Linked DNA regions of Mus musculus: all the other regions are linked to region 1. A link is a contact called in public promoter capture Hi-C data. All regions are on one chromosome and are shown on one strand. The core of a region is the stretch at or near the end of the contact, and the rest is flanking DNA. Distances in the headings are between cores, read along the strand shown.

Region 1 (7,872 bases), core at 3,142-5,641:
TTATTTCAGGATTTGTCATTTGAAATTCTAGCTGCCAATCACTTCCTCTTGTCAAATCAAGGGAAGACTCCTTGGTGCCTTTCTCAGCTAAAGTCCAAACCTAATGGACTCTCTCTTAGGGAGGGGGAGTTAAAGAAATGCCCTGAACTCAGGAAGGGTTTTCAAAACATTACAAACAGGAGATGGAGAACAAATGTCTGGGCCAGTGAGATGCCCGTTGAGTGAGGGCACTTGTCCGGAGCCTGAGTTTGGTTCTTGGTACCCACGTGGTACAAGGGAGAAACCACTTGTATAAACCCCCTTCTCACCTCAAAGCCCTGGCTGGAGCAGTGAATGCGCCTGCCCTCCACTGTAAACTAAACATTTGAGTCACAGTGAACCTTACATCGCACTAGACCTTACCGGTTAGACTGTCCTGCCAATCATTCCAGTCAGAAAGTCATCCCAACGCCACCTGCTGAGTATAGCAGAGCCCAACTGTAATCCTGGTACTTGGAAGCTGAGGGTCTAGGAACTCAACATCATTTTCAGCTACAAAATGAGCTCAAGACCACCCAGGATTCATGTACCTAAGAACCTGTCTTAAAAACGGCAAAACCAAGCATCCAGTAAGCAAAAATCCACACAAGAATGTAGTTATATACAATTAGTTATCAATAATACAGTTAGCGATGATTTATACAGAGACTAGGGGAAAGATCATGAATTGTGTTGTACTAATAAAGGAATCTGTGGTGCCATCGGCATCCTCTAGTTGCTGCTGCTGAGAATGCCAGGAAAGCGACTTAGTACAAAGAATCAGTATCATAAGGCATAAGGCAAGCACTCAAGATGGCAGCTTGCACCTTCCATGCATTAGAGACGACACAGAACCAGCCATCATTCAGCAGCTGGAAGCCCACAGGGCTATTTGTAGTAATATTCATGCCTGAATCCATAGGTAAAGAAAGCTGTCAATAAACTTCACAGCTGCTTTTGATTATCCCAATTACAAAAGGTCCCAAGTACAGAATTCTTCCACCTTTATTATTTAACCGAAACTCACACAATATGTACTTTGATCATAAAACTCATCTTAGGTTTTATTCATGTCTTTGTATGCATTCTTCCATTCATTTGTGTGTGCACCAAGTTTCAGATTGTGTTGGTATATTCCCAAAGTAGCTGGTGTACACGCTTATAAGCACCTTCTGGGTTTGAGCTAACTGATGTTTTTAATCCATTCTAGAATGATTTCCATACCCATATATTTCATAATCCCATAGCAAACCCTGTAGTCTGGCTTAAACCGCAAACAGCTCAAGCCAGGTCACTTGGGCTCCTGCCTCCTCAATCACAATTCACGCTAAGAGGTTTTCCCGCCCAGTCGTGTGCGAGCCTTCTCTACTAGAGAAAGCAAGCGTCTTCACCTCAGGCAGAAGCCAAGATGACTTCGTATCACGACGCATGCAGCTACAGCTCCGTAATGTGAAGGCTTTCTCAGGAAGGAGGAAAGGAGGACTGAACACGCACGCCTTCTAACTAGACCTTGTAGTGCCCGACCTGTGGCGTGGCACAAATCCCAGCAGAAACAATCAACAGAAGCAGTGGAGAGAAACAACCAGAGAGCACACAGATTTTTAAAGGATTTTTATACTATATTAAAAAAAACACAAAATAAAAAAGGGATCCATCAACATATATTTTAGAAGTCCATCCAAGAGTTTCAGTGTCCACCAGCCATGGACACAACAGCCATGCCTGTGTCATTGTTCAGTCTGTAGCTCATGTAAGGATCAAGGAGGTGACTTTAAGTTACAATCAAACTTGCTCTGCTAGATCCAAGACCCTGAATTTATCCAAATTGTAGAAACATGCTTTTACCACCCGTCCACCAAAATACCTCCCATTCAGATCCACCACAGCTGAAAGGCAAACAAAACAACGGTCAGTTAATACAGGGATCTTGAAAGACATGGAGACAAATAGTAACTTTAATATTTGCTAAATTCTTTAATAGTACAACAAACCTTTAATTGCTGATTCGACTCTCTCAAATTCTAAAAATATCCGTACTGCTTCATCATCAGGGGCACCAGGAATCTAGAATGGAAAGGAATGTAGGAATAAAGTTGTTTGTGCACACACTCTAATTTCAATTATTAACATATATGTATATTCGTGTACACATACTCGACAAAAGCGGTCAGCCATCAAGGAAATAAACTGCTCATATCATAAACTGTGTTTTTGAGGTTCTGTGTTAGGGGGCTGAGACCACATACCTAAAGCTAAGTAATGCAGTCTGTAATCGAGTGTTATACAGTCAGCAGACACAGGGTGAAGCAGCAGCAGCAACAGCTACACAGCTGTCCTCACAGGTCTACATTTTCACTAGCTTTGTTTAGAGGTCCAAGCTTTCTACAATATGGCTTCATGGCATGTATGTAAGCATGAGTCCAGCTAGTTCCCAGGAGTCCTCACCCAGCCCAAAGCCCCTTCCTCTGCCACCCCCCCCACACTCTATTCAAAGCCTGGCTCACATGTGACAGTAATAAGGCCTTCTTCATTTGTTTCGGCTGACAGCATTCTCAAGATCTCAGTGCCAATACTCCTAGGTCTACTAATTTTGTATTTCCTGGTTGTTATGTGCTGTCTCTTCATCTGAACATATCCTTGAAAATGCAACACGTTTTTGGTGTCTTAAATGTTCTCAGTACAGAATGGGCTCCATGAGAGGCATGAAATACTTGCAAATGTAAAATGTTTCCATTATACTACTAAATAAACTCTACTTTTGTTTTTACATTTAACACTACCAGACAGCTGGGAGTAGTGATGATGCCTTTAGTCCTGGCACTTAGGAGGCAGAGACAGGAAATCTCCGTGAGCTCAAGGTCAGCCTGCCTACAAAGGAGACCTTGTCCTACAAGCAGAACAAACACAAATCACCCAGTCTAAGTGAAATGTGTTGGCTTTTATAGGGAGACAATGTTACTAGATCAACGCCACTTGTAGAGGGGGACTTATAATCCACCAATTGCAAGAGAAAAATCTCCGTACCTCAAATATCACACATTTCCCAACTTTGCCATATTTTTCACATTCTTCCTTGGTTTCAACTTCCAAGTCTTCATCGACCTCTCCTGCACCAACCATGTTCTATATACAGAGAAGCAAACACAGGCGTAATTTACAAATGTCTGCAGCTTTCAGAAATAACACTTTCTTTCATAAAGGCAAATGTTCTCTCCCCTCTACTCAGCCAGAACTAGAACTTTGCACACACTGGGAAGTGCTCCAACACTGAGTCCCATCCTAGATGTGGGATATGTTCTAATCCCAAAAGACAGAATGGAAAATTCTGCCTCTAAGGTACTAGAGCTGGCATTTCTGCAAACAGAGAGCAAGCTCTGAAAAGTGTTATAACAGTATCTGTGTACCAAAGAGGATGTTTCAGAATTGTCTAACCATTTTAACTAATTAGTCGCTGCAGTCTCATGTAACATTTTACTGAGAGGATAACCTAAAACCCATCTGTAAGGATCTACCCAAAGGTATTATTTGTAAAAGTATCATTTTCAACAATCTTTTCAAAAATGTATTTTTTAAAAAAAATGTATGGGCGTTTTGCTTGAATGTATGTCTGTGTACCATTTGAGTGCCTGGTGCCCTCAAGAGGCCAGAAGAGGGTAGATCCCCGGGAACTGGAGTTATGGACAGCTGTGGACCATCATGTGGTTGCTGGGAAACAAACTCGGGTCCTCTGGAAGAGCATCGCATGCTCTTCCCACTGAGCCATTGCTCCAGCCCATATTCTCAGTATTTTATAGGCTACCAGTGGGACTTTGTGAAAGCCTGTAAAGACAGGTAGACGGGTGACATAGGAGCAAGGACAAGTTTCTTTTACTTCTTACCCTCAGCAAGACCACTTTAGTAGGGCACTTAAGAATTTCAGTTAATGGATTTGAATCCGACTTCTTGGATGCATCTGTATCAAAACATGAGACACTATGATCGTTAGTTTTAATTTTCCTAATCTAGACATGTAAAATCTAGACATAATTAAATCTAGAGGTCTAGAAAGGTCTGTGAGAATGCCTGTGAGACAGTATCTTAGTTATATTTACTGAAATGGGAGGAACCCTGAAGTTTGGGGGCCCAGACCAAACAAGGATGGGAAAAGGAAACCAAGGACTAGTTAGTATGCATTCACTCATCACTCTCTGCTCCCAACTACATGCTACGTGACTAGCTGCTTCATGTTCCTGGTGCCTCGACTGCCCCTTAGTAACAGATTGTAACCTGGATTTGGATCGAGCCAAATAAACACTTCCTCTCATAGTTGCTTTTGTCAGGTTATTTTACCACAGCAACAGGAAATGGAACTGAGGGAACAGGAAGTGTTACTGAGTCCCAGCCCAAGACTAATTCAATCACATGCCAACTTCATCACTGTGTCCTAGAGTCATCTATGCACCAGGCCCTGCCGTAAAAGCATGCTCCTCTTTGCTATATGCATTTATAGTATTATCTGAAAGTTTCTAGCTTTTACCCACCATCTTTTGCTCATTTCACTTCCTGAAGGGCTGGCAGAGCACAGTTTATAATATTTACTGATAATCTTTGTCTTGGAATACCAGTTTAAGGTTGCTGGCAAAGACAATTATCTAGTTACTAGCTACACTGACTTTAGATCCTACTGTAAACTGAGATAAGTCTGTTTTTAACTAGCAGCTAGCAGTGAGGCGACTGGCTGCGGCTGAGGCTGTGCACCAACAGGATTGTCAGTGGACTTGTTACCAGAAGTAAACCAGAACCACATCTATACTGAAAGGAAAAAAGCCTGAGACCCAGGGAAGGCGCGGAGAAAGCAAACACAATCTTTAAGCATTATATCAAGCTCTAAAGATACTTTGCCTAATCAAAGCAGCTGGGAAATTTTGCTCCCACAAACATATTTCATGTCTGCCTTGGTTCTGAAACATAAAGACAAGTCTGAGACTTCTTGGTTTCATAATACAGAAGTGGAAAGCATGTCACAGCAGCAGGAGCAGTCACTGCTCCCCGAGGAGGATGCACCATCCCTCTGGAATGAAGGACCCACACGCTCTGTGAACTTACCCTGAGCCTCGCCCTTCTCTGTCGCATCCCCCACAATGATCTTGCCGCCACGCTTGCTGGTCTTCTCCACAGACAATGCAGTACTCAGCCCTTGCTCGTGTTTCCCCAGTCCCTGACCTTCCCGGAAGCCATACTTCTGCATAATCTTATGAGCCACTGTGCCACTGTGAGGGAAGGAAGAGGATCCTTAGAGCTAACGCCACTGATACCAGAACACACTGGACACACTCTGGCCACAAAGAAAGCATTTGAAAAACCTTTTCCCGTGTTAAGAGCACTAATAGAATTAGATTCTTGGTCTGCTGCTTTCAAGAGGGCAGCAATTTACTCCCGGTGTCAAAGGTCTCAAGGGTGTCCCCGTCGACTCGGCTTTGCACCCAAGCTCAGCTCCCACTAGACCTGCACCTACTTATATTCTGCAGTTCCTTTCAGAGATCCTTTTGAACAAACTATTTCAGGGCAAAGGAAACTCCTACAAAGGCTAAACTATTCTGTATTGGAGCTTTCTTAAGTACAAGTTAAAAATCCAATTCCTGTTTAAATGAAAACCAAACAAAGCGACAATTTTTATGGTGAGCAGGAAGGACTAGACCCAGAAGCTTTCCCTGCCCTCTTCCCCTCCAGTGCAGCGCGGTCAATGACCGGGCACTGTCCTCTAAGACAGTGTGCTGGAACCACACCAACAGATGCAGTCTCCATTAGCAGCTGCTGAGACAGTGTGACTGAAGAAAGAACTCCCATTATTTGAAAAGTCCTCCTGCTGCTCATGAGTCCAGCTGTCTACTCCAGCTTTCTTTAGTACCTCCTGAGGGTTCTCAGAACCTAGACTACAAGCAGCACTCTGTTTAACAGCACGGAACAAAAAAAATAGGGCGATGCCACCTGAGCAGTCTTTCACAGCATCAGAACAGAAATGAAATATAGTGGCACCGCACTCCTGCAATCCTAACATCGTTACTCCAGAGACTGAGGCAGGTGGTCAAAGAATAGTCAGTTTGAGGCCAACCTGCGCTATAAGGAGACAAAAATAAATAAATAGATAGATAGATAGATAATCAAATCCACTAGTCTCATTCAAATGTCAATCTTAAATTTGATTTTTTTTCACCACACTATGACAAATACTATAGTTAGACTGACAGAGGTGTTGTCTGTCCGGGGGAGTGGTTAGGCACAGAGCGCAGCATCCGAGCAAGGGCCAGTGCACAGCAGCAAACCTTCCACCACTGAGCCCATCTCCAGCCTACAGTTTCTTAGAAGCAAAGGTGTAAAAGCACAGTCTAAGGCAAACAACCCATTTCCTCAGGAAAACCCAGTGCCCCTCATCCTTTGGAGAGAACATGAAGCATCTCCAATTCCTAGAGCAACTTTATCTGCATATTATGAGAAATGATATCATCAACAGAAACTTCTCCTGCGGAGCACAATGTGTTTAGATTATCCCTGACTTATATAGAAGGCTGCTTTGTACAAACCCTCACTGTTTTGGAAAACACTCAGCATGGTATGAAACACTAATCCTTTATAGAGCAACATATGACCAAACAAGTATTGCTCTAGAAATCCAAGTGGATTCATTTTCAAAAGAGTTCCACCTATTGAAAAAAATCAGCAAACACTTCACAGGCTAGCCTAAAACTCAAGACTCCTTCTGCCCCCATCTTCAGGGTGCTGTGACTGCAGGACTGAGCCACACCCCCAACCTCAGAGTCTTAAGGCACTTCAACATTCTCTCGGCTAGACAGGACACTTAGCACTCACCCCATGTTAGCAAGGAAGGAGTTGCTGGGGCCTGTTGGAGATCTTGGTCTGTCCGGCTCCTCATACACGGGGGGAGGAATAGCAGCTTTGGAAGACTGTGATCTCGGTCTTGAGTCCTCTTCATAAGGAAAATCGCGGGGTACTGTTGAAGAAAAGCAAAGCAGGCTCACTCAGCTCTGCGAAAACCCCAGAAGGTTCACTGGCTTCCACTCTCAACCGTGAATGACATAACCTACCTTTCTGTTATGTTCTTTCTTTCCTAGAGAACAGCGTCCCTATCTCATAGTTTTGGTTTACAGGATCTGTGTAGCGTTTTCAAAACCAGAAGTGGAAGGGGATTCTCCGTTCTACTGGGCATATGCTCCCAAGTGTCCTTTTTCACATCTTTCTGAAATGCTGCTCACCTGTTCAAGCCCTTACTTAAAGGACATCTCTTTCTAGACTGTAAGATCTCTGTGTGCTCCAAGGAGATGCAGTGTAACAACTCTCAAGAGCCCCATAGCATAAGCGTTGCTCTAGACACTATTTTAGCTAGCCGCAATGACAATTAAAACCCATCTTTAAAGTCAGGACCATAAGGACCGTATTACCCACTTGTGCATTAGCATCAACAGGAAGCTGTCAAGACATCAGATACATGGGCCCTGTCGGCAGAAACTGGTTTATTGTTTGTCAGGTGTTTTGTTTGTACAATATATATTTAATCATATTCTTAAATTATCTTCCTTTAAAACATAATAGTATAATGCATATTAAAGAATATTGGGGCTGAAATAGTGGTTCAATGGTTAAGAGCACTGGCTATCATACAGTGTATATCATATCATACACTGGCTATCATACTGACCAGGTTCAGTTCCCAGCACCACACAGTGGCTCATAACCTACATAAATCCTGCTCCAGGAGATACAATGCTCTATTCTAACCTCCACAGGTACCAGGCACAATGCAGGCAAAACACTCATACACATAAAATTACAATAAAATAAATATCTTCAAAAGATTAT
Region 2 (7,872 bases), core at 2,897-5,396, 250 kb before region 1:
CAGATGTGTGAGCTTGCTTTGTAACCCAAGGTGATCTGAAAATGTCAATCTTCCTGCCCCAGCCTCCAGAGTGCTAAAATTACAGGTCCACACCACCAAGCCAACTCATCCCTCCTTTTCTTAATGAAATGAGAAATTATTGGTCCCCAGCTATGTTCCAAATATAGGGAAGAGAAAAGTCAATTGGCAGCATTAAGGCCCTTAGCTGTTTCCTCCCTAGTGGGAGAGATAAACACTTTCACTCACGTTTGTGAGTGAGGTATGCCTAGATTAGAACTGTCTGCAAGAGTGTGACAGACATGCTAGGTCCTCCGAGATACCATCACAGTACACAGAGTTGTTTCTGTGGTTATCAGTAATCTCATGTGATATCTAACAAGGTCAGCAGCAACCTGGAAACGAGCCAGACTCATGAACCAGAACAGCCAGGATAAAGCCCTGGACTCTGAGTTGGGCTGGACAGTTATCAGAGCATCAGATTAAAAGGAGCCACGTGGGCCTTTACGTGAGAACATTCAGAGCCCTTCCCTCTGCCTCTGGTTCTAAACAGGAGTCTACCTACACTGAGCCTGCCTTGGTTTTGACTAGGATGCTCCTGACAAATCCTTTCGGACTCTCTCTCCCCCCACCTCTGAGTGTAGACCATCTGTAGAGTGCTAGAAGTTGGATGTTGCGGCACAGATGGAAACAATCTCTCCAGTTGTGCGAGCAAGTGATGGGAGACACTGTCCAGTCTGTGAATACAAAGGGGGGAGGGGGGAGAAGAAAGGAGGGGGAGGGAGAGAGGGAGGAAGTAGTCAGAACTCAGTACGGAGACACTGCATTAAAAGCCACTGATTTCCTGGTTTGACATCTCGGGATCACAGTTTTGCCTTGTACCAAAGAGCCAGCAAGAGCAAGAGCATCTCCCGCTACTCTTCTGCAGAATTTTAAGTCTTCTTTGCTTCTTTCGATGCAGAAGAGAAGTCAGAACATCCTAGCTGAGGGAATATTGTCGCAAACTTTTATCTCCACATTCTCAGTCCTGCAGTCAGGGTTTCACACACATTAGGTGCAAGGGAAGTGTTGGGGATTTGATTTCTGCTTACATAGGAATTTGCACGTCCACTGCTGGTCCCTGCCAAGGTTGGTTTGTTGACTGGTCAATAAAGAGCCAGCAGACAATGGCTAGGCAGGGGGATAGAGGCGGGACTCTGAGGATTCCCAGAGAGGAACACAGGACAGAGAGAAGGAGAATCCCCAGGGCAGAAGGAAGGAAGAGGGTACAAACATGAGAGCCTTGAGAGCCACGGAAGACAGAGAAGCAGCCATGTAAGAACCACGGGAAAGCAGTCCCGGGCCACTCCCCATTTGGATCTGGGGTAGCAGAGATGCAGGATAGATTTTAGAAAGTAATAACTCAAGAATATCTGAAGTGAGTGTGTTAGCCACAGGGAGGTTCAGGAGTGGCCCAGCCATTGGGCTACTTAAGGCATATTTAAAATATCGCAGCGTGTTTGTTGTCTTTCATTCGTGAATACAGAGCACTCTGGCTGGTCCAGGGGAGCCTCGAGTACCCACCTGGGAGCATGGAGCGGTTTTAATACGAACTGCTACAAGAAGGAAGGAAGAGAAGCAGAAGAGGGGAAGAGGGAGGGAGGGAGGGAGGGAGGGAGGGAGGGAGGGAGGGAGGGAGGGAGGGAAATATATATATATTTCTCTTCTGTATATATACACTGACTGGGTTCATCACTTGAGTCAATGCTAAGATAGACCTGAGAAGAGCATCCCAAGGAAGGAAGGGTTGTTGTGGCTCACAGTTCCAAGGATGCAGTCCACAGTGGGAAAGGACAGCAGCTGTGTGGGGCAGCGGGTCACACATTCTGCATTCAGGAAGCAGAGTGGTGCCTGAGGCTGCTCAGCTCTATTTCTCCTCTGTTCAGTCAGAGACTCCAACCCAGACCATTCAGGGTGGGTTCTACTTCAATTAATATAATCTAGATAGTACTTTACAGACAAACCCAGGTATCTGTTTCCAGAATGATCCTAAATCCCATCAGGTTGAAAATAAAGATTAGCCTTCACACACACACACACACACACACACACACACACACACACGATACACATCACACTACCCACCATACACATCTCACACATACACACATATACCATACACATCACACACACCACACCATACATATCACACACATGCACACACACCATACACATTACACCATATACACCACACACATACCATATACATCACACATACCACACATATACACATACATGCACACACACCATACACATCACACACACTCACGCACATAACTTGAGGCTAGATCACCACTAGAGGGCAGCAGAGGAACGTGACAGAAGATGCTACTGCCGTCGAAAACGTTTTGTGAACCAAAATGAACTGGATTCTCCTGCTTCCTTCCTTCCTTCACCGTGAGCATCCTTCAAGGGAAGCTTGAGGGCAATCTACAAGAGTAATCCCAGCACTCAGGAGGCAGAGGCAGGCGGATTTCTGAGTTCGAGGCCAGCCTGGTTTACAAAGTGAGTTCCAGGACAGCCAGGACTATACAGAGAAACCCTGTCTCAAAAAAAAAAAAGAGAGAGAGAGTAATAGAAAGATGTCTAGCCAAAGGATGGTACGATGCAAGGACAAAATGTCACAATAGAGCCCATTATTACTGTGTACAATTAATAAATACTAGTGAATGGGGTGTATTGTAGGAAATAAAGGGGAAAACCTGCTTGTCATAAAGTGATTCAGAGCCCTGACAGCGAGCCTCTCAGGTCATGTGATCAAGGACTCTCAGTAGACAGGTCTTTGTGGAGCTCTTTGCCCTCCTGAGCTCAGTCTCTTCATCAATGAAAGGATCGTATTGATTGTATTCACTGGGTAAACACTCAGGTCACACAAACAGACCAGTGCAAACCTCCCTGAAACCAGCAAAGAACACTACAGATGACAGTGCAAATACTGTTGCTGACAGAGAGTTTGGGGTCATGGTCTGCTCAGTTCTCTTACAATTCCCCAGGAAGAGCCACAGATAGTAGGTTCTAGAAAGGAGAGAGCTGATGAGCAATGCTTTCAGCACCTAAGAAGATGTTCGCCAACCAGGAGATAGTTGTTGCTGAGTTTCTTAAATGCTCCCGTGCAGAAGACCCATAAACTTACCAACTGAAGTGAGCTTCACTCTTGTCATTTACCAAGTGAGGAGTGGCATTGTCCATGGGTATCTGAGACATGGTCAGTCTCCTGATATGGTACTCACCCTCCCATGTTGTAATGCAAGCTGTCTACTCTCCTATGTCACTTCCTCTTCCTGACACTTGCAAGAGAAGGGGTGGGGGCTGGCTGTTATTTTTCACTACCAGTAATTCCTCTGCAGCCACCTGCTGTGTCGCAAGGTTTCTAGAATCAACCAACACACCATGACGTCTTCCCCCTAAGATCAGGGAGTGAAGAAGACAGAGAGTAGACTGTAGCTAACTGCGTAGGGCACTAAAAGGGGGTCATGTTGTAAATTAAGGAAAGCCAGGGCAGAAGGATTTGGGTGTTTTGGTGAGAAAATTTAGGAAGAGAGTTATGAGGGACATCTCCATGTGGTCACTAACTCAGCTCAGATCTAATGCAGCGATCCAACCCCGGTTCCTTCTGCTGGCCTAATAACTTCAACGCTGCTTTTTCTCTCCAGTCTCATGTGCACCTCACGAGATGTGCGCTCAAATTTGTTTCCACATACTAGCGGCAGAAAAAAGAACACAAAACTCTAGCACTTACTTCTCCCTCCATCTCTACTCGGTATGGTCCCCTCTGTGTCAGACATTTTTCACAGTGACAATTTGATTGGACCTAGAGTTTTTAAGTTCAGATGCAGGTACCCTAAATTCAGTTGCCTCCGTGGCTGGAATGACCACATCCCCGCTCTACCTAGAACACTCTTTGCTCATGAGTTTGGGGAAGTAACCAAACCAGCCCACCAGACCATGCTAAACAAACAACCCAAGGGAAGGGCCAGGCTTCCTGGAAGGCTAAAGGGCTTGCACTGATGCCCGCCTTTAATCGCGTTTGAGCCATTTAAACCACATGATGGCAAGCTTCCGCTGCCCCTCCCCTACAGCCCAGCCTCCCGCTTTTTCTCTTGCTGTGCTTCCTCATCTCATGACGCTGGCAAACCTTCAGGCTGCTTATTCAACCTGTCGCAAGACACTCTCTGTGCCAAAGAAAAAGAAAGAGAATGAAGGGGCCCTGTGCTGGCTCCAGGGCACTGGCTGCCAGGCTAGCCCAGGATGATGCAGCCCAAGGCCCCATCAATAGCTGGAGGCAAGCAACACAAACGAGCCTTCTGATTCAAAGTCTGCACCTAAGGAAAAAAAAAAAAAGAAGGAGCTAATTCTTAATGTCATGATCCTGTGCATCCATAGCCGAAGCCCATAGCCACTCACGTTCATACGATTACTCAAACAGATATTTGTTGAGGGCCTACTATGTGTAAGACACTACGCAAACAATCCTTTACTTGTATGGACCATGTAGAATACATAATGACTCTTATGACTCAGCAAGAAAATAACAAAAGCCCGAGCTAAAAATGGAGGAATTGAATAGATTTTTTTTTCTCTAAAATCTGGACAAATAGCTAGTAACAATACGAAAAGATGTTCAATATCATTAGCTGCTACACTGTGAATAATACTATTGTAAAAATTGTGCAATGTGTCTTTTAAAAAATAGTCTGGCAATTAAAGATTTTTTTAAAAAAAAACTGTACACTCACCCTCTTCCTGCTGCCTTCAGATCACGATGTAGAACTCTCAGCTCCTTCTCCAGGACCATGCCTGCCTGCTGACATGCTTCCCACAATGACAATGGACCAAACCTCTGAATCGTAAGCCAGCCCTCAATTAAATATTTTCCTTTATAAGAAAAAAATAAATAAACTTACCACATGAGCTAACCATTACTCTTACAGTTGTGTACTCAAGAGAAACGAAGACACGTGCACATAAGAAGGCCTGTACAAAGCTTCTTTGAAACTTCATTCAGTGTAGCCAAAAAGGAGCAACATCAGAGGCGATCAACCGACAGGCAGAAGGGGTGTGCCCATATAATAGAATACTACTCAACAGTTAAAAGGAACAAAGTGGCTAATACGAGGTGCAATAGTAGTAAGTCTCAGAAACACTAACCTACATAGGCGAAGAAGGCACAAAAGAGTACACAGAATAGAATCCCATTTACATAGAAAGTCCAATACAAGCAAATCTAATGAGACAAGAAATAGGTTATCGATTTCAAGCTCAGAGCATAAGGAAAACTGAGTGCTAACGGGCACAAACCCTTTGTGAGGGGTGATCAGAATGTCCTGAAGTCAGCTTGTGGTGATAACTACACAACTCTGATAATATGTAGAACAATAAAGTGTGGACTTTAAAATGGCTGTTTTGTGAGATTTATATCTCAATAAAACTTGTTTATAAAACCATATCACCTCCTTGCTGAAAGGTTCCTGCAGCCTCCAGAACAATGCCGCCTGTTGCTGCTGCTGTTCGTTACCCATCAAGATAGAAAGTAAGTCATGACTGCTGAGCCATGTGCTTTAGTTTTAGGACTTGGTGAGATGAGGCTAGGACTAAGCAGAAAGGTTTCCTTCCTATTGGCTGGCCTTACTCTGCTGTGAACCCCATATACTCCAATACATGTACAGTCATGGAATGACTATCATGGAATCATCTACTTCTTTTGGCTGGATTTAAGGCTCTCAGGATGTTTTAATATCTACTGAGCTTCCTTTTGAGCTAGGAGTTCTTAGCATGTAAGGATCACATTGTATCTTATTGGTTAAAAAGAAAAAAAGAAAGGAAAACCACTAGAGAGTTCTGTTATGCCTTTTGTGACAGCCTAAAACTGTGGGATGCAGGTATGTTCTGAAGACAAGGATAGCATAATGCATTGAGAGATAGTCTCCTCGAGGTGAATAATAGCAAAATCTAGAGTAGCTGTCCTAACACATAGAAGATCTTCAAGAAATATTCACGGAAACAATTAGAATCAGTGGACAGCATTCAACAACAAAATCACAACTGGTCAAAATATTCACATCTATATCACATGTACCAGTAGCATCCCAAGTCTTAGGGACCATCATGGAAGAAAAGATCAAAAGATTATAGGAGCCAGAGCCTGGGGAAGACAAGAGCTGACCAGTGTATTATGGACAAAACAGGACAGCTACACTCATGAGTTCATAGCTACTGTGGTTGTCTCCACATAACCAAGCCAGTCAACATTCTGATACAGAGCTGGGGGGAGGGGTGCTCAAGAACTACCACCCTTAGCTCAGGAGACACTGATGGTCGGAGAATTCTCAGGGAGATGATTCATTTAGGAAGAAAGAAAGAAAGAAAGAAAGAAAGAAAGAAAGAAAGAAAGAAAGAAAGAAGGAAGGAAGGAAGGAAGGAAGGAAGGAAGGAAGGAAGGAAGGAAGGAAGGAAGGAAGGAAGGAAGGAAGGGAGAAGGAAATAAGGGAAGGAAAGAGAGAGGGGAAGAAAGGAAGATAGGAGAAAGCAGAAAAGTATTTGGAACAAAGAACACAACTTTGCCTCTCAACCATAACTATTCCAACACACTTGGTATTTGGTATTTGAAAGAAAACAGCTTTTAAAGTCACCCTGCTTCTGGTAGCAACGTGTTTTTGTTGTTGTTTTTCTTCCTGGATTTGCAACTGTAACATCCAGTTGGAGTCTTCCCGTGTTTATCCAGTTCAGCAGGTGGCCCTGCGTGTATCTCTGCCCCAGCAACTGGATACATGTACTTACAGTGTGCATTTAAGCAGATTCCCATGGCGTATATCACTGCAAGTGTCCCCCTGATGGTTCACAGTCAGAAGGACTCAAAGCACTGCTGGTGGAAGCTGATAAACAGAACACTGATTACTAAAGGTGAAGGGAGACTTTCCCACAGAGGGGGAAAACATTTTGATTACTTTCCTATTTTTTTTAGGAAAGAAGTAGAGGAGTAGAAAAATGAGTGACCCAGGTCAAGGGCTCACGCCAGCCATGGTGCGATGCGTGTCCCATGAATCAGCAAATCAGCAGGCAAACCACAGAAACACATCCCGCCTCTCAGCACAGACCGGCCCTCCACACTGCAGACAATGAAAGCTTAGAGCACCACAGAGCAAAGTGGCAACTCAGGCTAAACCCCACTTATCAGGGAAGATAAGGGATAGGCTGAAAGGAGAGCCACGGACACACCAGTCAGGACTGCAGCTAGCGCTAGCATGATAACAGGAACGGATTTCTTCTCTTGTGTGTCCTTAGAATTCATCTCCCCCCACAGCTTCATGTGCTTACTAAATGATGTAATGGATTTAGTCTACGCTACACCAGAAAGCCTCAGAAACAGACAAAGCATAAGCTCTTCATAAAGATCTACAACCTAAGAGGGGAGACTTGAACACAGATAGGGTAGTTGGATGCCTACTAAAAGTCAAAGGTGCTGCATAAAGTTATGAGGGAATGAGCTGCTTCCAAATAACACCTAGACTGCTCATTCAGGGACGGTTCCATAGGACAGCTGACTCAAGACCCACACTCTCTCCTTCATTTTTATATTAATGGAGTGTTTCACTTTTTAAAAAGAATTATCGCCCTTATTTAGTGTGTGTGTGTGTGTGTGTGTGTGTGTGTGTGTGTGTGTGTGTGTGTGAGTCTGGCTCTGTGTATCTATCTGTATGTATATGTACATGTATATGTGTGTATGTCTGTATGTATACTTGCCATAGAGATGTTAAGGATGTTAGAGAACAACTTTCAGGATCCGGTTCTCCTCCTCCACTGTGTGAATCCCAAGGATTGAACTCAAGTTGTCTGGCT
Region 3 (7,872 bases), core at 1,627-4,126, 220 kb before region 1:
ATACAGAGATCATGCCTCATAGAACAGCATTCAGGACCCAGATCTCTCCTCCCTCCTTGTTGAAGCCATCTGCCTCATTTCTGCCATGCTGTGTGTACCAGGCTTGCTGGCCTGGAACCTTGCCAAATAGGCTAAACTATTCAATGGCCAGCAAGCTTCCAGGGCCAGCAAGCCTGTCTCTACCTTCCACCTCACTGTTTCTAGGATTGTAAGTGTCTGGCTTTTTATATGGGTTCTAGGGCTCTGGACGCAGGTCCCTCATATTTACTATATATTTTATTTACCTACTAAGTCATCTCCCCACCCACTTGAGACTTTTCTATTCTTGTTCTGTTATATTGAAGCTGAACTGGAAAATAAAGCCATTATGGCAATCATTTATGAAGAAAATCAATGGAGGATTTTAATCAATGAAACTCTACCCAGAATGCCTTTTATACGTGCCAGCAGGATTGCTCAGTAGAGGAAGACTTGCTGCCAAGCCTGACAGTCTATCTACAGTCCCCCATACTGACACGGTAGGAGAGAGCTGAACCCTGTAGTTGTTCTCTGACCTCCACACCTGCACTGTGGCATAAGCACATGCTCACACCAACGGTAACTAAACGTAATTACAAGTGTTTAAAGGCCTGGCACCAAAATTCAAGCATGGATGCCCTTGCTATGTTAGGTGAGAGTGCTGTGCTGTGTTGGCTTCAGTCTTTCATCTCCTTTACTAACCGCCTCTTTGATTATTCAACCAATCACAGCAGTTAAGGGAGCCTGCACAGATTCCATTCCACCTGGATGGGCCTTAATGGGTACGTAAGTTTCCACCCAGAAGATGTAGAAAGCAATAACCTGGGTGGAGGAACATGGTGCAACAGAGTCACAGAAGCATGAACGGACATGATGTGTTCGGAATTGGTAGGCTATCAACTGGGACAAGGAAACAGGGCGGGTAGGGCACCCGAGGAAGAAATGTCAGACACACTGGTCCCCCATTCCTCCCGGCCTTGAAAATCATTCTAAGACAGTTGGACCAACCCTTCAGTGTCACCAACCACAAACGTTTTCCTTGGGTTGATGTTTTCATGCAAACCCAAGGTTAAGTACAGCCCTGAACTGAAGGAAGAGAGGACCAGTCCCAGGTGGTTTCAACAAGAGTCTGTGCTAAGAGGTGACAACATTCTGACAAATAGTGACTTAAAAAGTAAGTAAATAAATACATAAACAAAATAAATGGAAATGTGAAAAAAAAAGATATAACAGGCATTTTGCAAGTAAAATTGACAGTTGTAAACACAAGGTTTTGTTTGCTTTGAGGAACAGGAAACTCCGGGAGCCTTCACCTAGGCATGTGTCATTTTTAACAGGGACAAATGACGATCAGCTGGCTGTTACATATAGTGTACAGACTGTTACCTTAAGCAGAAAGTGAAAGCAGGACTTAGTGGGAAAATCCCAGACCCTTCTAGTTCTAAGTAAACTGAAAACAGGCAGGAGAACTACGGAAAGCCTGGACTCTCCCAGGATTCAAGGCATGGCCAGACAGAATTGGGACATTGTCTCTGTCATTGTTGTTTTAGCACATTCTCATGCCAATAGAATAGACCGTGTAACCAAAAACTAGAACTCAAAAATCCTTTTCTAATGGGACTAGACACTTTGTACCTATGCCAGCTGCCCTTGCACCTACCAAGACTATTAAATTGAAGTCAGTTAAACTGCACTGGTGAAAGGGGCCAAGATAAGCTTTAATTCTTCCAATTAAAGAAAAATCCTCTGAGATGTTTCCAGCAAAATTCAAGCTTTAAGCTCTGTCAACAGTCCTTAATTCAACACAATCTAAAGAGGTTTACCTACAGGTTATACCTTTCATATCTGTGTAGCTTGACATCAGAGGTGCCCACTATCATTTGGAAACTATGATCTTGTGGGTGGGCCTTGTCTGTGTTGTGCTTAGACCGTAGCAAGAAAAACTGATACATAAGTAATTATGAATGTTCTAGTTTCATTTCTGTTGTTGTGATCATCTAACCTGGGGGGTGGGGTGGGAGGTGGAAGGCCACTTTAAAAAGAAAAAGGTTTATTTCAACTTACAATTCCGGGTTGTGGGAAAGTCAAAGCTAGAACTTCAAATCGCTAGTCATATCACATCCATAGTCACGAGAAGGGAGAAATGAAGACACACTTATTTATTTGTTTGTTTGTGCTCATCTTAAAAGTGGAGACACTTTTAAGCAGTTCATGGCCTAGGTAATGGTGCTGCCCATAGTGGGCTTAATCTCCCTACATCAATTAATTTAAATGACAATCTCTCACAGATGTGCCCACTGGCCAGCTCTATGTAGAGAGCTCACTGAGACTTTCTTTCCCTGTGATTCTAGGTTGTGTCAAACTGAAATTGAAAAGTAACATCCTAAGTAAAAATAAATGTCCCGTGGTGGAAAGAGGTCACAAGTTGCTAAAATGTAACCATTGATGCTTATGAAAGTATTCTCCCACACTTCAGGTTCTCTGTGTCCTTTTTTAATTCATTTCTTTTCTTTTTTTTTTTTTTTTTTTTTTTGATTCTTCTGCCAGGCCCTACCCAATATTGATTGCCTACTGTAGCCTTTGTTAGGCCTTCTGAGACCCTTCTGTTCATTTCTCCCAGGCTGAGGCTGGCTGTCCCTGAGGTCTCAGATGTATACGAAAGATAGATCTGCTTAAGCCTACTCAGGAAGACAGAGCCAATCTGAGTAAAACCCAGCTTAGCTTATATCGGAACTGATCCTTTTGATCGTGGGTGTTGACTTCCCATGAGTGGCTAGGAGGAACATTCCATGGGAAAACCCAACAACAGACAGAATGTCAGCAACACCGGGTCTCTCTCGTGCATCTGGATTTTGGTTTACTGGAGAGTGTTGACCTATTTGCCTGGAGGCAATTCCATCTGGTGTCCTCTGTACTATGATGTCATGGGTTTTCCTGAAAACTCCCTCTGGAAATATCACATTTCAAATCTCATGAGAGGATCCAGGAACTAAAATAAGAGCAACTCCAGTAAGTTCTGGTTCAGAATAAACAGTCTTCTAAAATCTGGCTTCAACCCTGAGTTCAAGATAAATGTAAATATAATTTTTGCCTGAGACCAGGCCCTCAGACCTTCTGACTCTGATGTTCTGTAATCTACATTCACTGGAAACAATAAAAGTAAATGTATTATTTATTTTATTCATTGCTGTGGCAGAATACCTAATAAACACTTCCAGAAAGGAAGGATGTATCATAGCTCGTAGCTTGAGGGTTCAATCCATCATGGTCGGGATAGCATGGGGCCTGGAACTCTAGACAGCTTGCCACAGAGCCCACAGTCAGGAAACAGAGAGATGACTATGTTTGCTCAGCCCCCTGTCTCTGTCTGATTCTCCTGGGACCCCAAATGTAATACAGCCTGCATCAGCATGAGTCTTCTCTCTTCAGTTAAACCTTTCTGGAAACTCTCTCACACACAAGTGCTCGCACACACACACACACACACATACTCACACCTAAAGGTGTTTCTATGATGATTCCAGGCCCAATCAAGTTGACAATGAAGATTAATCAACACAATGAATTAAGAAAAGAATAACTTGTATTAACATCTTTACAGACAATACCTACCTTAATCCTTACTACAACCCGATGAGGGGGTTAGTTGTAACCTCATTTTAGAGATAGAGAATGTAAGACTAAGAGAAGCGAAGTCCCTCGGTGACAGTCACTCTGCTTGCAGAGACATATCTGGAATTAAAACTCAGCTCAAGCGCTGGGCGTGGTGGCGCACGCCTTTAATCCCAGCCCTTGGGAGGCAGAGGCAGGCGGATTTCTGAGTTCGAGGCCAGCCTGGTCTACAAAGTGAGATCCAGTCCAGCCAGGGCTATACAGAGAAACCCTGTCCCGAAAGCAAAAAAACAAACAAACAAAACTCAGCTCAACGTGAAGCAAAAGACCTCAGTACCGGCAAGTGCCTCTGCTGTTGCTGAAATAAAACACTGTAACTAAAAGCAATGGGGAAGGGTTCGGTTGGCTTTCTTACACTGCGCAGGCTAGCTTCATGTCAACTTGACACAAGCTAAAATCATCTGAAGGGAGCCTCAGCTGAGAAAATGACTCCATAAGATAGGGTTGTGGGCAAGCCTGTAGTGCAGTTTCTTAATTAGTGATTGATCGGAGGGAGCCCAGCTCATTGTGGGTGGGGCTACCCCTGGGCAGGTGGTCCTGGGTTCTAAAAGCAAGCACAGGCTGAGCAAGTCGCATGGACTGAGACAGTAAGCAACACACCTTCTCCATGGCCTTTGCATCAACTCCCTCCTCTGGGCTCCTGCTATGACTTTTGTAAGCAAGATAAACCCTTTCCTTGAGCCGGGTGGTAGTGCTGTGTGCCTTTAATCCCAGCAGTTTGTAGACAGAGGCAGGCAGATCTCTATGAGTTCGAGGCCAACCTGGTCTATGGAGCAAGTTTGAGGACAGCCAGGGCTACACAAAAAAATCCTGTCTCAAAAAAACAACAACAAAAATAAATAAATAAGTAAATAAATAAATAAATATTTTGAAAGAAAAATAAAAACCAAAAGCCTTTTCCTCCCCAATTTGCTTTTGGTCATGGTGTTTACCAACAACAAATTTAACACTAACTGCCACACACATCCAGGTCACAAGCCATCACTGAAGGAAGTTGGGGCAGGACCTCAAGCAGGAAGCTTGAAGGCAGAAAGCATGAAGGAAGGCTGATTAATCGCTTGCTATCTCTGCTTCTGCTCAGCTAGCTTTATTATGTAACTCAGGGCCTAGTGCCTAGGCATGATACCATCTACAGTGTGCTGGCCCCTCCTACATTAACTAACAATCAAGAAAATGTCCCCCACAGACACATGTTCCCCAGCCAATCTGATGGAAGCAGTTCCTAACTGAGGCTCCCTCCTTGCAGATGTGTTATGTTGACAGTAAATAAACCAAGCAAGTAGTAAGTCCTCTCCATCCTTTAGAGGCAGGACGTTTCCCACACCCCCACTCTTCTCTATGTGGCTCAGTCTTATCAACCAATAAATTCAGGAACATTTATGTGCACTTGTTCATATGTGTGCATACATGTGCTAGTGTGTGCACATGGAAGCCAGACATGAGGAATGGGTAGGTGTCTTCTTTGATCAGTCTTCACCTTTTTTTTTTTTTTTTTTTTTTGAGACAAGGTCTCTTATTGAACCCGGAGATCACTAATTGGGCTGACTGGTCTGGTCAGTAAATCCTAGGGCTCCTGTATCTCTGCCTCCCTAGCCCTGATGACAGAAATGTCTGGCTTTTTTATGTGGACGCTGGGGATTGAACTTACATTCTCACGCTTGCATGACAAACTCTTGGCTGACTGAGCCCAGTCCCATTTCCAGGTTTAATGATCACATGCTTCCAATGTTATTATCTTCCCTCAAGACTAAGGATGAAGGTGGAACAGAGGGGAACGAAGAGAAGAAGAGGGTAGAAGGCATGCATATGTTTGCTCCTGGGTTTTGTTTCCCCAATCCACCTGACACAGACCCTTAAGAGACAAGCCTTGGCTTTGCCTGCTCATACTACTGTTTTCCAGGAAATAGAAGTCGGCTGACCACATTTTACTGTGTTTGCTTGTTTATAGATCTCTTCAGTATAAGCTCAACGACTGAAATGGTGTCTTATGCGTCTGTAGGTCTCCTATACTCAAAACATTGTCTAGAATAAAGGAATGAGTGAGTGAGCAAATGGATGAGAGTGAATGAATGAATGAGTGAGTGAGGAATGGATGGATGAGTGAGTGAATGAATGGATGAGTGAATGAATGAATGAATGAGTGAATGGATGGATGAGTGAGTGAATGAATGAATGAACAAGTGAATGAATGAATGCACATTTACAGTGCTAACAACAACCTTACAAAACAGTTCCTTCTTAGCTCCATTTTTTTCCTGTTTGTTTCATTGAGTCTTCTAAACAGGTCTCAAATAACGTAAGCTGGCCTCAAACTCACTATATAGCTGTGGATGATCTTCAACTCCTATTCTCCTGCCTCAGTTTCTCCAGGGATGTTATGACTGGCATGCACCATCTCATGTCTGACTTCTTAGCTATTTGGCTGATGAGCAAACCCAGGCTTAAGAAATCAGTCAATGGCTTGCCCATAGTCACACTGGTTGTTCACACGATCTGGAAGTTTCCGATCTAGATTGCCTCCCCAAATTCAACATGACTTTTCAAAGTCGCTCAAGAGAGATTTTCTGAATTGTGCTTTTTATTCCCCATATGAACTTTGCTGTGTCTTGCTATCTGAAGATGATGACTTGCTCAGTCAGAGAAGTATCATAATTTATGTCAGTTCTCAAAGCTGACCCCTGAAAGACATGGAATTAAAGACTGGGATTTTTTTTTTAAGTTAAACTATGTTTTACACTATAAGAGAGAAGGCATAGAAATCTGTGGTTTAAAAGTGGTGTGTGTGTATATATAAAGTTAATAAGAGATGAGAACACTGGTTAGTTTTTTTTTATTGTCAATTTTACTTAGCCTTGAGTCACCTGGGAAGAAACATGCTCAGTGAGGAATTACTGAGCTCAGGTTGGCCTGTAGGAATGTCTCTGGGGTTTTGTCTTGCTTATTAATTAGTGTAGAAATACCCAGCCCACTGTGATTAGCACCATGACCCTAGGCAGCTCCTTGTAACAGTGAAGGAAGCTAGCTGGTGAAATAAGCAACAAGGATGTGTTTATTCTCTCTGCTCTTGACTCTGATGGTGATGTGACTCCCTGCCTCAACTTCCCCACAATGATGAGTCATATTCTGCAAGTAAGCTGAGGACTCCTTCTCCCCTCGTGGCTTTTGGTCAGGATACTTTATCACAGAAAAAGGAATTCAACTAGAACACCAGTCCAGGTCCCCAGCTCCCTAAGCAGTCACTGCATGTGATGGGGACCAGTTTATACACAGGACTCAAGCCGTGGGCAGTTACAGTGCTTGGCTCCCATCATGACCATCAGCATCAACCGTCAAAGCTAGCAGTGGCTCTTCCCGAGGTGGCTCTTCCTGCAGTGGCTCTTCTTAGCTTTCCAGTGGTTTGAATTTACCATAGTCGGGGAAAAGAAACAGTTAAACATTTGTGTTGTGCAGCCTTCTCCTTTCCTTTGGCGTTTTAAAATTTCCATGTATTTAAGTGTAATTCAATATGTGCATCCACACAGATTAAACTTGTCAAAAATGAAGGCAGTATGAGAAACTGGTTATTTCCAATACTTTTTTTTTTTTTTTTTTTTTGCTAAAATCTTTCTTTCTCCTTTCCAGAGAGGCAGAACTGAGCTATCTGTTAAAATCCAGCATTCAGGTGACACTTCCTAACTCGACATCTATTTTCAATGAAGTTTTATGCCTTAAAACCCAAAATAAAGCCAGGCAGTGGTGGTGCACGCCTTTAAACTCAGCACTTGGGAGGCAGAGGTAGGTGGATTTCTGAGTTCAAAGCCAGCCTGGTCTACAGAATGAATTCCAGGACATCCAGGGCTACACAGAAAAACCCTGTCTTGGAAAAACCATAAACAAACAAACAAACAAAAAGACTGAGACTGATGATGGTGTTGTATGCCTTTAATCCTAGCACTCAGGAAATTTAAAGGGGGGGGGGAGAGAAGAAGAAGAAGAAGAAGAGGAGGAGGAGGAGGAAGGGAAGGAGAGGGGGAGAGGAAGGAGAGGGGGAGGGGAGGGAGGGGAGGGAAGGGAACTTAAGTTCACCACAAAACTTATTCTCAGGTGCTGGAGATATGGCTCAGTGGTTAAAGACACTGGCTGCACTTCCTGGGGTCCTGAGTTCAATTCCCAGCAACCATGTGACACCCCACAATTATGTAT
Region 4 (7,872 bases), core at 3,949-6,448, 160 kb before region 1:
TAAGGATCTGTGATGGTTGGCAACTTAACAGGATCTAGAACCACCTAAGAGACAAGCCTTCATCTGAGCACAGCTAGCCTACTCAGACAGCGATTCTGACCTCTGACTTCTATCTGTGGCTCTGTCTCCTCCCAAGAGCCTCGTGGTCTTTTCCATTCTGAGAGCCGGTGTAGGAGGGGGTGAGACTCAAGTATAGCAAGTTGTTCTAGAGTGACTAGGAGTGATACAAACACACTCCATCTGCCAGGAATAGATGCCACAGTCACAATTATCACAGAGGATGTGAGGAAATAACTGTACAGCCAGAAGAGGATCTCAAAGATGCTGGTGAGCATTCCAGACAGTTGTCATGGCCCATCCTTGGCAATTAATGCGACTTATCATCTCAATAGTATTTTTTTTTTTTTTGGTTTTTCGAGACAGGGTTTCTTTGTGTAGCCCCAGCTGTCCTGGAACTCACTCTGTAGACCAGGCTGGCCTCGAACTCAGAAATCTGCCTGTCTCTGCCTCCCAAGTGCTGGGATTAAAAGTGTGCGCCACCACGCCTGGCTCAATAGGATTTTGAATCACCACGTGTGGGCATGTCAGTGGTGATTTCTGAACTGGGTTACCTGAGGTGAGAGGACCCACCCTAAATGTAGGTATGTAGCATCAACCCATGAGCTGGTGGTCTCAGAATAAATACAAAGAAAGTTAGCTGATCACTATATTCGTGGATCTCTGCTTCCTGACTGTGTACCCAGTGTGACCAGCTACCCTATGCTCCTACTCCCATGCCCTCCCTACCTTCAGATAAGGTGACAAATATCTGTTGGCCCTTCTGCTATTGATTTGGGACCACACACATTTTCTAGGGACAGAACCCAAGCCAGCTTTGCCATCTGATGGTATCAGTTATGAGAGACAGATGTATGGAATGCAAATCAAAACAAAATATCATAGCAACTACTGCATATAGCATACTAGATTCACCTCAGGTGAGTAAAACCGAGTGTTTCCATCTGGTAGTGACAAGAGAGTTACTAGGGGGCTGGAGAGATGGCTCAGTGGTTAAGAGCACTGGCTGCTCTTCCAGAGGTCCTGAGTTCAATTCCCAGCAACCACATGGTGGCTTACAACTCTCTGTAATGGGATCTGGTGTGACTAAAGACAGCGATAGTGTACTCACATACATAAAATAAATAAATCTTAAAAAAAAATGTTAAAGTGTGCACCACCATCACCTGGCTTTAAGAGAGAGAGAGAGAGAGAGAGAGAGAGAGAGAGAGAGAGAGAGAGAGAGAGAGAGAGGAAAGTTACTATGGAGGAAGTGACAGCAGAAGTGGGGCTCAGTTCATGAGTGGGATGTCTCCAGAGCTGGGTATTTTAAATGCCCGAGGCAGCTGAGCAAAGAAATCCCAGTGTGAAGTAAATTAGTCAGATGCAGCTACCCTGTGAGCTTCTGGGCGATGGTGGGCCATATGGGAAGGCTCTGGAACCTGTAGCCTATCCTATCTGGTTACTGGTGGCTTTTATAGCCATCTGCAAAGCCTAGATCCCTCCCAGACACCAGTCCTTATCAGCCTTTTCTGCACACACTCATCTTTCCAGGGTCAGGCAAAGTGTGTAATTTATCATAAGAAAGCCAGCGCCTCCCCTGAAGAAGCACCCAGAGATGTCACAGCTGGTGACTTCATTTATGTACTGCTAAATATCACAGGTCCTGTCAAACAGCTGGAAACTTTGCTCAGCTCCTGTCATCCACAGGAGTTGGTTAATGGTTAGTTTCTAATTGCTGCCTCAAGCTGACTGGTGGGAGGCTCTCTGTGAGTCAGAGCTCTGACATTCCAGGAGGTCACTGGGGAGGCACTCCCCCAACCCCAAACGTGACCCTAGGCATGCGGGCCAGCAAGCCAGGGAAAAGAGAGCTTTCCTCCCTTCCAACCAATCTTGTGGGGAAATGAACCAGAGTCCTATTGCCAAAATAGAATGCTAGGAAAAAAGAAAAAAATAAACTCTGCTAAGCCCATTGTTTAAAAACAGATGCCATTTCCCCAAGCTAATGGAAACACCCAGGAATGGCTGTGCAGAAAAGGACATTTCAGTCCTTCTAAATTCTCAATATTTTGAAATGCAAATATCCCATATATGCATGCATTCACAACAGCATAACATTAAGCTAGAACTATTATTTTTACAAGAAGGCAGATCAGGAAGTTAAATGTGGGCTGGGGATATAGATAGCTTGTATAGGATTGCAGAGTAGTATAGGATACTTGTCTGCTGCACACAAGCTTCGGGTTTGATCCCTAGCACTACATAGCACTGAGAAACCTGTGTGTGCCTGTAATTGCAGTAGCTGGAGGTGGAGGCAAGCAGACCACAAGTTCAAGGGTCACCCTTGCTACGTAGTAAGTGTGAGGCCAGCCGAGGTTATGTAAGACTTTGTCTCAAAAAAAAAAGAAAAAAGAAAAAAGAAAAGGAGAGAGAAAGTGAAAAAGAAATGGTAGCTGTTCACATAGACATGAATACAAAATCCAAATACACATAAATATAGGCTTTATAGTGGTGTATATACCTTCATTTAAAAGGGGAAAGTACTTAAGGATAAAATCAACAGGGGCTAGGGAGATGACTCAGTGCTTGCTGAGCACAAAAAGATCTGAGTTCCCATCCCAACATCCACATCAAAACCTGCTGTGGTAGCTTTGCACTTCTGTAACCCCAGCTGTGGAGGTGCATCCTGCCTCAAGAATTCAGACGGAGAACAACTGAGGAAGACTCACGATGTCAACGTCAGGCATAGCACCGTGCTCACCCACACATACGTGTGTGTGCCCACACATGGGCAACACCACACAAAATCAAAATAAGTACATACTAAAAAATTAAGAATAAAAAAGTTATCAGTTACCCTATTGTTACCATCTTGATATGATGTATACAGATTAGTGATCCACTAATAGCAATAGTAACAGAAATTAATTATCGATGGCTAACGCCAGACTGCATTGAGACTTCACATGCTAACTCCTTTAATTCACACCCCGGCCCTGGAACGGGAGTTTTGCTACTCACTTTCCTTTGACTGGTGAGGAACTTTCCAGAACATGCCTGTCTTGGTTCTCCCAGATAAAGTCAGGTCTTGGGTTCAAATCTGTCCAATTTATGAAACTGATTTTAGCCCTGGCATTTTACCATGCCCTGCAATGGTGTCTTGCATCCACTTACTCAAACCTCTCCTCCATAGCTTTGTGAAAACTCTAGGCTAAGCACTTAGAGGTCAGAAATGCTCTCTGCCCTCAGCAAGCCTTTGGTCTGCAGGTCAATAGCGGCATTATCTTTTAAATTGCCAGGTAGATAACAATTTTATTCATAATTAGCTTCAAACTGGAGTCCACCCAAATGTCCCTCGGAGTGAAGAGATTAAAATAAACTGGCATATGTTAGGGGATACCTCCTACCCACCAGCTTAAAAAACAACAACAAATACACGCAGCAACTTGGATGAATCTCAGAAGGAAACCTACTCTTGCTCTGTTCTCCTATGGTGCCATACCGTGTAGTATGAAACATTGTAGCGCTATGGAGCAAGTGGCGGCTGCCAGGAGCTGGGGAGAGAGGAGGCACAGCCTCTGGGAGGATTGATGAGTGAGTCTAACAGGGATATGGAAACTCTGGGCTTTGATCTGAGAGTTGCTGGGAAAATCTCTCCATGGTAAAGCTGCATAGAACTACGCATGGGTACACCAGAACACATAGAGAGTACATATAAAACAAGGTCAGTCTCCTAGTTGCAGGGGATCTTTGCTTTCCTCTGGCCTGTGGATACTACATATATGTAGGGAGATGGGGGGGGGGAGCAGGGAGAAAGAGAGAGACAGAGAAAGACAGAGAGAGAGGAAGGGGGAAGGGGGAGAGAGAGACAGAGAGAGACAGAAAGACAGAGAATGAATAATAAACAACCTGGGGGCTAGAGCGATGGCTGAGTGGTTAAGAGCACTGACTCTTCTTCCAGAGGACTCTGGTTCAAATCCCAGCCCCCACATGATAGCTCACAACTGTCTGTAATGCAGAATCTGACCCCCTCACACAGATATACATGCAGGCAGAACACCAATGTACATTTGAGAAGTAGAAAATAAACAACCTAAAGTTATACTTTAAATTAATAATAATTATGCTGGTAGTCTTATCTATAAGAGGCTATTTAGCCCTGCCAATCTGCAGGTTCTCAGCTAAGGCTGCTGCTCTGAAAGAGCCAAGCTTTCATCAGCAGAAGTCAAGTGAGATGCTCATAGGTGATGTGTGCACTTAACTGTTACTGTCCTACTAGACTCTCAAATATCCGTGCCTACACATGAAATGTTTCCCCAGTGCAATCTGGGGCCTACATACATGTGAGGCTGTGTGATCTTCTACATCACCATCCTGGGGGGTTAGGTGTTTGTTTTGGTCTTGATTGGGGGTGGGGCGGTGTTGATAGTTAGACTAGCAGCTCACTTATGCTAAGCACTCATGTTTAGTACTCATTGCCTTAAACTTTTTGTAGACCTTGTAAACTTTTTGTGTCCTTGAGCTCCAGCCAAGATTAAAGGCACACACCACCACACCTTGCCAGCCCTTGGTTTTTGGGACAAATCTCATTACCTTATCTCAGACTGCCTTGGAACTTGGCATTGTCGCCCTTGCTGGCCTCAAAAGCTCAATCCACTCACCCCTGCCTCTGCAGTGCTGGGTTAGAGGCGGACACCATTATGACCAGATTGAGATTGTCAACCATTTGTCCATTTGTCGCTTAAAGTGTAGCACTTTTATTAAATATACCTTTTCTAAGTTATGCCTTAGCTATACTTCCAACCCATGCATGCAAATAAATAGCAACCCCTCCCCTCCCCGTGCTAGTCATTCATTTGCTGTGTTTGTTTGTTTGTTTGTTTGTGGCCTTTTGCAGCCCTGGCTGGCTTGGAACTTGTTAGGTGGAACAAGCTGGCCTTGATTGAACTCACAGAGATCTGCCTACCTCTGTCTCCCAAGTGCTGCGATTATAAATTTGCACCCCACTGTTGCCATTTGTGGGGTTATTTAAATAACATGCCACTCACAATCCTGATCAAAAGGCCAACACTTCTAAAAGCAAAGGTAACCCTTGGCCAGAGACGTTCTCTAAGTGATCAAACATTTCTCTATTTCTGGTCCTGTTCTTTCTCACTGGGCAACTGTCACTGGGTACTTCTCTGGGTTGAGAAATTGAAGTTTCATTTCTTCAAAGGACAGGATTCTCCCATGTACATACAAAAAATATTTCCCTGTATGCTGATATAATCCCTCCATTCAAAGCACAGGATCCAAACTAAAGCTTCCTTCCCATTCCTCCCTATCCATAGGCACTCTAAGAGACCACATGAGGAACTGGGGGGAGGGGGGAGGGGGAGGTTGCTGTGTGGCTGCTGCATTCAAAGATGAGCTCATGGGAACACTCCCAGAGACCAGCACTTGGGTGACCCTGTGCGAGCAGAGCCCAGCTGATCTGAGTCACTGACTGGGTGATCCATCACAAGGCATAGGATGGGGTTCCTGTGAGGGATCAGCAGCAACTTCCTGTCTGTAGTCAATCCAGGAAGGCTTGGCTGAGTCATGCAGCTGGCTGAATCAACTGCTTCTCACTGCCCGCCCTCTCACTCCTCCTTCTCTGAGTCACAGGCAAGCTCTGCAGAGAATTCAGGAGCGGCAGGACCAAGGTCTTGTTGCTGTAACAACAGAGAACGCAGAGGAGAGGGTGGTGACAGCAAGACGCAGTTCTAGCTAGCAGAAGGCCCCTAAAGCCCCAGATGAAAGGTTAGAAGGCCCTAGGCAAAACAAGACAAACAAACAAGTGAAAACAAACAAACAAACAAAAATGGCACCAGCCTCTCAGAGGAACCCAGAAAGACTAATGACCAGTCTCAAAAGTCTCTTAGATATCATGCAGTTTAGAATGAGATAGAATTCTGTTTGCTTTCACGAACCTATGGCCTGTGCTTATGTGCTTGTAATTATGAACATAGGCAGCATTCATTAGCCCCAGGTGTGCCTGTCACTTACAAGACCCTAACATGCTCAGGTGTCGCTATGTTGGGGTCACTTGCCCTCTGCTTTGCTCTGAAGTTATGGTTATTGTTAAATCTTGCTGCATCCTCTTGTTTAATGCATTACTAAAGTAGCACCACCTGCCTACCAGCAAATGTCTGTGTATGTTTGGGATCATCCTTTTCAACAGATGTCCTTCCCTTCTTAATCTTGCATATAATCCATTATCCTTTATACATCTCTCCTTTTTCTTTTGTATGTGTATGTTTATGCATGCATGTATACATGCAAGCTCTTGTGTGTATATGCATGTGTGTGTGTGTGAGAGAGAGAGAGAGAGAGAGAGAGAGAGAGAGAGAGAGAGAAAGAGAGAGAGAGAGAACCACTACTCCCAGCTTTTAAAAATACGGGCTCTAGGGCTCAACCTCAGGCTTTCAAGCTTTCATTGCAAGCACACTCTGGCTTAGCTCTCTCCCTACTCCTATGTTATTTATTTAAGTCCAAGGTCAGATGTTTGCAGCACCGCTTCCTTTTCCAACTGTGAGGAAGGATCTAGTCCCGGCTTCTGATCCTGGCTGGTAGATCCTGGTCTCCTGTTTGTGTCTCTTCACATTATCACAAGTTTCTTGGTTGTCTTTGTTTGTTTTAATGATTTGTTTCTAATTTCTCTCTGTAGGGAGGGTCAGCAGAAAACATAGCTCTCTGCTTTTACCATATGAGTTTTGGAGACCAAACTCAGGATTTAGGCTTGGGGGCAAGTAAGTACTTATATCTGCTAAAAATATTTGTTTCTTTATTCTTTTGTATGCTTTGTATGTGCATGCACATATGTGTATCTGGGTGCACACACATGTATAACTCGAAAGTTAAAAGAGGGTACAGAGTGCCCTGTTCTAGCTCTCTCTGCCTTATTCCATTACACTCTGTCTTTCATTTAACCAGGAAGTAGACTGGTGGCCAACAAGCTCCAGCCGTTCTTCCATCTCCTCTTCACCCCCTTGCTGGGTTACACACATATTCCCTGCATCTATGTTTTCATTTCATGTTGTTTTAAAGACACAGCCACATAGGGTTAAGGCTCAACTTAATGACTACAATTTGCATACCTTTACAAAGATCCCCATCGCCAAATAAGGTCACCTTTGGGTTTGATCCCAAAGTGCCACCCACAGGCTCATCTTTCAAACCTTTGTTCTCCAGTGGGCTGCAGGGTATTGCAAAGCCATGCAACCTTCATTGGGTGGGAACTGACTGGTGGATGTAGGTCCCACTGTAATTCCAACCTAGCTCCCCTTCTGTTTGCCCTTCTGCTGCCATGTGAACAACCCTCTACTCCCTGCTCTCACCACCAGAGATGGAGCCTGTGTGTCTTGCCTTCTGCCATGATGGACTGAAATCCCTCCGGAAGTGTGAGACAAAATGAGCTTTGCCCTATTGTTCCTGTTAGGTACTGTAGTCACAATGGCATGTAATGGCATACAGCCCATGTGGTGTATGCTTTACATCCTAGCACTCAGAAGGCAGAGGCAGCTGAATCTCTGTGAGTTTGAGCCCTGCCAGGTCTACAGAGCAAGTTCCAGAGTAGCCAGGGCTACATAGATAAATCCTATCTCAGGGGGGTGGGGGGGGGGGGGAGTTATACAATAACTTTTCCAAGTTCTAGCAGCTTGAATTCCAATGCATCTTTTATGAGAGGAAACAATTCATCCTGTAATGTACTCTAATCTGTTCTCCATCATCTCCTCACAGACAGCCTCAAGCTGGAGGAGGATGATAGAACGGCCTGTATCCTGCAGGGCTCAGGATTGGAAGTGCTTTATAAAC

What was found. Capture Hi-C pulls out chosen DNA fragments and counts their contacts.
Region 2: a contact with region 1 is called in a promoter capture Hi-C map of liver. The contact joins two enhancer-like sites. A contact is called at or near these places in 2 of 39 promoter capture datasets (the C10 cell line and neutrophils), 4 of 15 datasets of contacts at CTCF or cohesin (CD8 T cells, embryonic stem cells, large pre-B cells and 1 more), 29 of 484 Hi-C or Micro-C datasets (B cells, the C10 cell line, CD4 T cells and 21 more), 6 of 115 datasets of contacts at active chromatin or transcription factors (the 230-238 cell line, the HPC-7 cell line, acute myeloid leukemia and 2 more) and 3 of 9 other capture datasets (adipose tissue, liver and pancreatic islet).
Region 3: a contact with region 1 is called in a promoter capture Hi-C map of adipose tissue. The contact joins two enhancer-like sites. A contact is called at or near these places in 2 of 9 other capture datasets (adipose tissue and liver).
Region 4: a promoter capture Hi-C map of liver shows a contact between it and region 1. The contact joins two enhancer-like sites. A contact is called at or near these places in 1 of 484 Hi-C or Micro-C datasets (uterus) and 2 of 9 other capture datasets (adipose tissue and liver).

Annotation. Positions count from the first base shown.
Region 1 is chr2:11,583,825-11,591,696 of GRCm38.p6, forward strand. It overlaps Rbm17 (RNA binding motif protein 17), which reads right to left. Exons shown (of 12, transcript NM_152824.1): 7 at 6,865-7,006; 8 at 5,104-5,267; 9 at 3,897-3,970; 10 at 3,043-3,141; 11 at 2,010-2,082; 12 at 1,615-1,904. The coding sequence ends at 1,801. Among named protein-coding and RNA genes, the nearest start is that of Rbm17, 15 kb to the right of the region's middle. Within about 2 kb of position 4,392, at least 22 of the 459 cell types and tissues checked have an H3K27ac peak or open chromatin away from gene starts, as enhancers often do. A contact at or near this core is called in acute myeloid leukemia, adipose tissue, bone marrow-derived macrophages and 1 more, where this site is marked.
Region 2 is chr2:11,329,350-11,337,221 of GRCm38.p6, forward strand. No RefSeq gene overlaps it. Among named protein-coding and RNA genes, the nearest start is that of Gm13293, 6.2 kb to the right of the region's middle. Within about 2 kb of position 4,147, at least 129 of the 459 cell types and tissues checked have an H3K27ac peak or open chromatin away from gene starts, as enhancers often do. A contact at or near this core is called in acute myeloid leukemia, adipose tissue, bone marrow-derived macrophages and 1 more, where this site is marked.
Region 3 is chr2:11,362,690-11,370,561 of GRCm38.p6, forward strand. The region is part of intron 1 of 8030442B05Rik (RIKEN cDNA 8030442B05 gene); the gene reads right to left. Among named protein-coding and RNA genes, the nearest start is that of Gm13291, 18 kb to the right of the region's middle. Within about 2 kb of position 2,877, at least 31 of the 459 cell types and tissues checked have an H3K27ac peak or open chromatin away from gene starts, as enhancers often do. A contact at or near this core is called in adipose tissue, where this site is marked.
Region 4 is chr2:11,424,218-11,432,089 of GRCm38.p6, forward strand. All of the region lies in intron 2 of Gm31990 (a long non-coding RNA gene), which reads right to left. Among named protein-coding and RNA genes, the nearest start is that of Gm31990, 19 kb to the right of the region's middle. Within about 2 kb of position 5,199, at least 254 of the 459 cell types and tissues checked have an H3K27ac peak or open chromatin away from gene starts, as enhancers often do. A contact at or near this core is called in adipose tissue and liver, where this site is marked.